Linked DNA regions of Mus musculus: region 1 is linked to region 2. The links are chromatin contacts, called in public promoter capture Hi-C maps. All regions are on one chromosome and are shown on one strand. The core of a region is the stretch at or near the end of the contact, and the rest is flanking DNA. Distances in the headings are between cores, read along the strand shown.

Region 1 (3,369 bases), core at 818-3,317, 640 kb after region 2:
TGGAATGTGTATAGTGCGGGGACGGCACAGCACATACGCGCAAGTGAGGACAACCTGCACTTTCCTGGTGTTTGAGTCTTGGCTTTCTCAGCACCTCCACTCTCTGATCGCCTCACTGGCTCAGAAGCTGATTTTATTTGCATTTAAGATGAGTTAAAAGTGTATGTGTGGAGCAGGTGTGGTGGCGCTCCCAGCACTGGAGTGAGAGGCAGAGTCAGTTCTTCAGGACAGCCACCGCTATACAGAAAAGCCCTGCTTCGAAAAAACAACGAATGAATGAATGGATGAATGAATGAATGAATGAATGAACGAACAAGCAAGCAATTAATCAACCAAATTTATGTGTATGGATGTTTGCTCTGCATGCCTGGCACCTGTGGAGGTCAGAAGGCGGTGGAGCCCCTGAACTGTAGTTACAGTTGATTGTGAGCTGCCATGTGGGCGCTCTCCAGCACTGAAAAGTTACTTTTAAATGGGGGTGGGGTGGGCAGTGAGAGTATAAGCTAGTCAGTTAAGCACGTGAAGTAAGTGGCCTTCCTCCCACTCACTGTCTAGCACTAGCAGCAGGGCTGAGCAGGGCCTTAGGCTGGCAGGAGGCTCAGCCCTTTGCCTCTGTTGTAAACATGTAAATAACCATTGCAACTGGTTAGAAACCTCAATCCCTGAAGAAGAAGATGGTCCACAGCTAGAACTGACATCAGCTCCTTAGCCAGAACTCCCTGAGACGGCTGTCATGCTCAGTACAAGGCCCAGCTGAGTAAAGCAGCGCCCTGTTCTGCAAACAATCGAGTATGTGAGCTGCTTCTGCCAACTTTCCCCTTCCACTGACCTTAGCTGCGTTGACTTTCTACTGAATGGGGCTTTGCTTGGTCAAGGCTGGATGTTCTACTTGCTATATGGGCAACAAAGAGAGCTTTCAAGACAATACTCTGGGTTTAGGATGTAGCTTGGTTGGGAGGGTGTGTGCCTAGTTTGCATGAGGCCATGCTCCATCTTCAACACAGTGGAGAATGAGGTGTGGGGCTTGTCTGTAGTTAGCGTCTATGGACACAGGAAAACAAGTTCAAGGCCACCCTCCTCAGCTACACAGCACATGTGCGGCCAATCTCGGCTATGAGACCTTGTCTAAGAGAGAAAACTTGTGTGAATATGAAGATGTGGAGTCCTGGCCAGCTGTGCTGAAATCAAGCCTGTAAGCCCAGTACCTGAGAGGCACAGAACGGAGGATCCTACCTCAAAACCAGAGATAGTGGAGCCTTTCCTTAACGCAGGCCAAGTCACTGCCTGGCCCACCTGACACAATGACCACCTCAGCACACAGAAATCATTGTGAATCCTCTCAAGTGAATAAAGCTAGCTCCTATGACTGTCCACAAAACACAGTGAGTAGACTACCCTGACCTCCAGCACACAGCTCAGTCTACCTTCCAAGGCTGAGAGTTAGCCTGAAGCACAGGTGGACCTGAGACAGTTCTGTACATGGGAGGAGTGTGCACACAGAGCTGAGTTGTCACAGCAACCCTAGCTGTGGGCTCAGGCCCAACCAGTAACCGGGAGCCATCTTTACCTGAACAGTGAGTGGGAACCACTGAGCTGGCTAGCACAGAAACTGGCAATTCACACACACAGCGCAGCCTCTCAAGAGCCAGAATGCTGAATGTCAGTCAGTTCCTCATTTATCTCCTACATGTGCAAAGTCAAAATTTCACTCTGAGCCACTCCAAGGTGCGGGGGAGGAAGCCATGAGGGAAAGCAAACTGAACTCAACACTGTGACAGAGTACAGTCACGGACAACAATCTTAGGATAGAATAACGGAGCTGGACACTTTACTCAGGATAAACCCGCCCAGAGCGAGAAGGCACAGCAGGAGCCCGCTGCATAGCGCGCTGAGATGACGAAGCTCAGCATACTCCTGCCCCGGAGGCACTGATAATGATATTTTGACAGTTTTAAAAATACTAACGGTAAATAGCCTCAGATTTCAACACCCGAGTCAGAACAGAGACAGAAATGAATTACACATGGGGATGAAGCAGCAGCCACAGGGCACTCACACGGGGAAGAAAGACGGCTGACTCATGGTGACTACGGGCAGGAGTGCTGAGCAGTTAAGGAGCCACAGCTGCTCTGGGCAGTGGTGGTCTAGCATTGTAGGTTTGCCACGAAGAAGTGTCAGGAATCCCAGGGCCCACCACCTGCCCCTCCTCCGAGGGCACCTACCTTACTGTAAGTCACTACTGATAAGTTGTTTGCGGGACTGCTGGGGGACAGATTTACAGAGCTCTGTGACAGTCTATCCTGATCTTGCTCGCTTTGCTCAGGAACAGGAGCCCATGTATTTTTGCTGATCGAGTCGAACTCGGAACCCCCAGGGTCTGTTAGGTTGTTTTCATCTGATTGTCGGTTCTTTTGGGGAGAGGCAAACGGGTTGAAGTTTCCTTCTACCTTGCGATGTGGCTGTGTGTTGAATTCCGTTTCAAAAGATGACAGCTGCTGCGTTACTCCTAAAAGTCCACCCACCTCCACACTGAGAATCACCCAGATGACATCTGAAACAAAAAGGCAGCTGAGTCAATGCCAGGCCCACCCTTGGCCCAGGCCGTCACCACCAAAAACCCAAACACTACCTATACCTGAGAGGCCGAGCTCCGCAGGCAGTGCTCTGAGTGCCCAGCACACGCTTCTCTGCCTTCAGTAATGCCAAGGGCAAGCTCTGGCCCATGTCTGTGGTGGGACCCCCAAGGCTGCAGGGAGGGCTTCCTTCCCAGCTGACGGTCATATCTGCAAGTCACTCCCAGCGAGCACGCGGAACCGGAGCGCTCCAGTTCACAACGAGCTGCTCTCTGTGCATGTGCTTAACCCTGATCATTCTGGTAAGGCAGTGTTCTTGAAGCTAAAAATGCTGACTTTAGAATTACAACATAGTTAGCCTTGTCCCACTTGGGAGGTAATTTAAAATGACCACCTACTGTTCACAAAGAGAAGCGCAGCAAAAGGCATTATAAATAATAAGGATGCACGCGGAACGCAAGCTAAGCAAACATAAGGAGTACCATGCTTTACTGTAGGTACACTGGGGGCAGAAGAGTCAGGCTTCCTAAGCTAACCTGGGCTTCATGAGCTCTGTCCTTATGTGTCAGAGGGAGACCTGACTACACAGTCCCATTAAGTGTGTGTATATATATATATATTTTAAGATTTACTTATTTTGATTTTGTGTGTTTGATGAGTGTTTGCCTTTGTGTCTGTGCACCATAGGCGTGCAGTGCCCCTAGAGGCCAGAAGAGGGTGTTGGATTCCCTGGAACAAGGGCTGTAGACCTCTGTGAGATGTGGGTTCTGTGGGACTGGCTGGGCACATGGTGGAC
Region 2 (3,340 bases), core at 434-2,933:
CTCACCTCTTTTCACCAAGGCCAACACGGCCCTACCCTGCATGTGGGCTCAAGGCATTGCTTAGCAGACCTCTTGTTTTATACCCTAGATATTAAACTCAGACACTGTCACAATACCGTTTAGCTTTTAGGCCCATTTTAGCACAAGCGCTAGCTGCAATTACTGTTTGTGGGCAGTGGCTCACACCAGCCTGGAGCACTCACCGTGTGGCCACCACAGCAGTGCCTCCCACCCTGGGACTTTCCCAAGTCCACATTCCCATACAAGGTGCCAAGGGTCACACACAGGGATGGCTGCTCTGCTCTTCTCTCCTCTACACTAAGGTCCACAGGCCAGGGGCCACACTGCAGGCCTGCCTGCTCCTGGGGGTGTGGAGAGCCTTATTTGGGTGGTACTGGTTTCACACAATTGCAACAAAAACACAAGGCCTGCTGTGCACACATTGTCAGGGTTTCCGGGGCTGACGGGAAGCCAGACCAACAGTCTCCATGTCCCCTGCTGCCCGCCCAGAGGCTTTCTGAGCAGAAGGGGCAAGGACAAGATGGCGGGAAGCTGAGTCCATGCTGAGCCCACTCTCCTATCCCTCATAGACACTGCTGGTCATGCATGCTCAGGGGTGTGGGAGTAAATTATATGTCAGCGAGACAAACACCTCAAAGACCTGCTCCACTGACACACCAGGTGACATTCCCAGATTCCCATCTGCCCAGAAGGACAAGAATTCTGGAAGGTCGAATCTTCACGGCCAAAAGGAAGGAGAAATTTCTAGAGTACCAGACAGCCAACATTTAGGGCCCTACCCTCCCAGAAAAGGTTAGCCTATTTTTATATACAATATCCTTGGGCAATAAAAATAGCAGTTTTCCAGTACCTACCCGCTCTGACCCTTTCAGTGACAATAGAAATGGGGAAGTGAGGAGGGGTGGCTGGCAGGGGCTTCCTTCCTATGAGCTGGGTTCTAGCCATGGCTCCCAAACAGACCTCGTTAGACGCATATCAAACCTGCAGACCACATCTCCGGGGACAGATAACTCACAGACGGATATCCCCATACTCATTCACTGAATGGCTTTTTGTTTTAATTAAAAGCCTCATTGTTTACAAAGCCCCCTTAGGACCATAAAAATAAAATTATTTTCCTTCCAAACTGAATCCAATGACTTCCAATTTGGCTAATCTGTTCCCAGCCAGCAGCCTTGAACTAAAAGCACTAAAGATGGTCTTGTCTTCTAAGTAATGCCTTTGACCTCCCATACTCTGTGGCTCAAGTATCTGAGCCCTGTAACTCAGGGTTTCCTCGGGGCCACTCAAGGCTTTCCATCATGCAAAACTGTCTTAGTAGGCAAGCCTCTATCCTGGCTGGTGAAAGCAAACCAACCAGAGAGGGCAGCCATGCCTACATACCTGTGGACAGGATCAGCTTGTACTCTTCCACGGACAGGCCACTGAAGCTGGTGTCTCTGGGGCGAGGGTACTGGCACAGGGGAGGAGAGAAGGGACATGTTAGTTTCCCACACACTAGCCTTCCTCTGGATGGAGGCAGTTTACCAGGTGCCCAGGCCCGAGACCCGACAATGAAGGGAACAGCGCCACCTGGAGGCCAGGCCCCGAAGGAGCCACAGCTGTGGCGATCTCAGCAGGCCCAGGCCTCCGTGCTCTAAGCAGCAGCGACCAGGTGGAGCACACACTCGTGTCTGGGAGCTGGTGTTTGGAAGGAATCCTTCGGCACACAGCCTCTTCCATTTGGCCATGTCTATTTGTGGAGCTCCTGACATACTTTTCAAGTCTGGGAAGAACTACCCTCCGTGGAATTGGACAGTAAGCTCGCTAAGGCTGAGGAGGAGTGAGCCTTGGTGTGACAGGATCGTCCTAGTACTCCATCTTGATCAGCGTGCCACACCAGGTCCAACTGAGTGAGAAATACTAGCAGGAGTGTGCGCTAGCACACACACAAGCATGGTTTTTATTCAGAGAACCTTTAAAGGCCTCTGCTGGGCACCATTGTTGGCTTAGCTGAAAGTACTGGGTTACATCTCAAAGTGGCAACCACAATTCTTTGCAGACACTGTATAACCAGGTCTCCCCCATTATGCCTGGCCCTCCCCTCGGAGGCTGGGATACAAAGGCCTGCACCCACTCACCTTGTGCTTGTAGTAGTTTGAATGCAGTCGTGCTAAGCTCTCGTACATCTGATCACAGGCCTCGGGTTCTGCAATCTGAAAGACAGCGTGTCCCTGGGAAGTGAGCGGAGGAGGTGGGCCCCCACGATGCACCCATACTTTGATGGGGGGCTATGCACACAATGTATTCAGAGGAGGGCACTGGTGTCCTGGTGTGCGGGAAGCAAACCCCCTGTAGCTCTTGAGAAAAAAGTCACCTCCAGGGATGAAAAGCCCCATCTCACCCGCCCCTGACCTGTAGGATCCCTGAGCCCTCAACAAACCAACAAAAGCGTTCAGCAGCTCTTTGCACCTTGGGAACAGCACATCATGCGTGGGTAGAAATTCTGGGGGCAGTGTGGGCTCCAGGGACCCACAAAGCAGCTCAAGTGATGTCAGGGACGAAGGCCCTCCCAGGGAAGGACACAAGGTGCTGCCATGGAGGCCCAGGGGCACAAGAAAGCCTGCTCGGAAAGCAAGCAAGCTTTGTGACCCGAGATCAGTGTGAAGTGCATTAAATATTCTTTATGAAAGACCCAACAACAAATGAGCCGAGGGAACCTGCAGCACGTCCATCTCTAAGCAAGGAGCTCTGAGACTGCAGGGGAGAGAGCCAACCAGAAAAACAAACACACACCTGCAACCCCAGCACTTGGACAGGATGGAGTGTGGTGTCAGCCTGGGCTACACAGAGAGCTCCAGCAGACCCTGGCCTATAGTGGATACACAGCTCAAGAGTAAAGGAGACGGTGTTGCAAAGCCAAGACCAGGAAGAAAGCCCAGAGCAAGCGCACGAACCTGTGGGAAGCCAGGTTTTTCTGTCCTTCAGACCTTTACTCTTCAGCCCTTCCTTTTCTCCACCCTTGCCGTTTGCCTATGAACCTCATTACATTTCTCTGCCAGGATTTCTTAAGGCTCTCAGAACAAAAATCTTTTATAGTTTTCCCAGAATTCAAACGACGGCTTTTTGCTTCCCTCACTTAAGCCCTTTCTTGAAGAGTGAGCATATAAATAAATCAGGGGTTAAGCATTGCAGCGAGGCAGCCTGTGTGTCTTCTGCCTGCATGTCAAACAAGGTCCCAGTTCTCAGCCGGCACAGCCCCAGCCCTGTTTGCCTTTCTACAGATGGTCCCCCTGCTCGGGGTCGGCAGGGGCTGTCCAGGAGGCCAGCGGGGGCGGGG

What was found. Promoter capture Hi-C pulls out the DNA fragments that hold promoters and counts their contacts.
Region 1: a contact with region 2 is called in a promoter capture Hi-C map of the HPC-7 cell line, with 4 times the contacts expected there. The contact joins two enhancer-like sites. A contact is called at or near these places in 4 of 39 promoter capture datasets (the 3T3-L1 cell line, the C10 cell line, the HPC-7 cell line and 1 more) and 1 of 115 datasets of contacts at active chromatin or transcription factors (astrocytes).

Annotation. Positions count from the first base shown.
Region 1 is chr17:27,765,689-27,769,057 of GRCm38.p6, forward strand. It overlaps Ilrun (inflammation and lipid regulator with UBA-like and NBR1-like domains), which reads right to left. Exons shown (of 5, transcript NM_001033279.3): 4 at 2,223-2,551. Among named protein-coding and RNA genes, the nearest start is that of Spdef, 38 kb to the left of the region's middle. Within about 2 kb of position 2,068, at least 52 of the 459 cell types and tissues checked have an H3K27ac peak or open chromatin away from gene starts, as enhancers often do. A contact at or near this core is called in the HPC-7 cell line and hippocampal neurons, where this site is marked.
Region 2 is chr17:27,123,743-27,127,082 of GRCm38.p6, forward strand. Uqcc2 (ubiquinol-cytochrome c reductase complex assembly factor 2) reads right to left here. Exons shown (of 4, transcript NM_026063.2): 2 at 2,142-2,216; 3 at 1,405-1,474. Among named protein-coding and RNA genes, the nearest start is that of Uqcc2, 8.5 kb to the right of the region's middle. Within about 2 kb of position 1,684, at least 35 of the 459 cell types and tissues checked have an H3K27ac peak or open chromatin away from gene starts, as enhancers often do. A contact at or near this core is called in the HPC-7 cell line and hippocampal neurons, where this site is marked.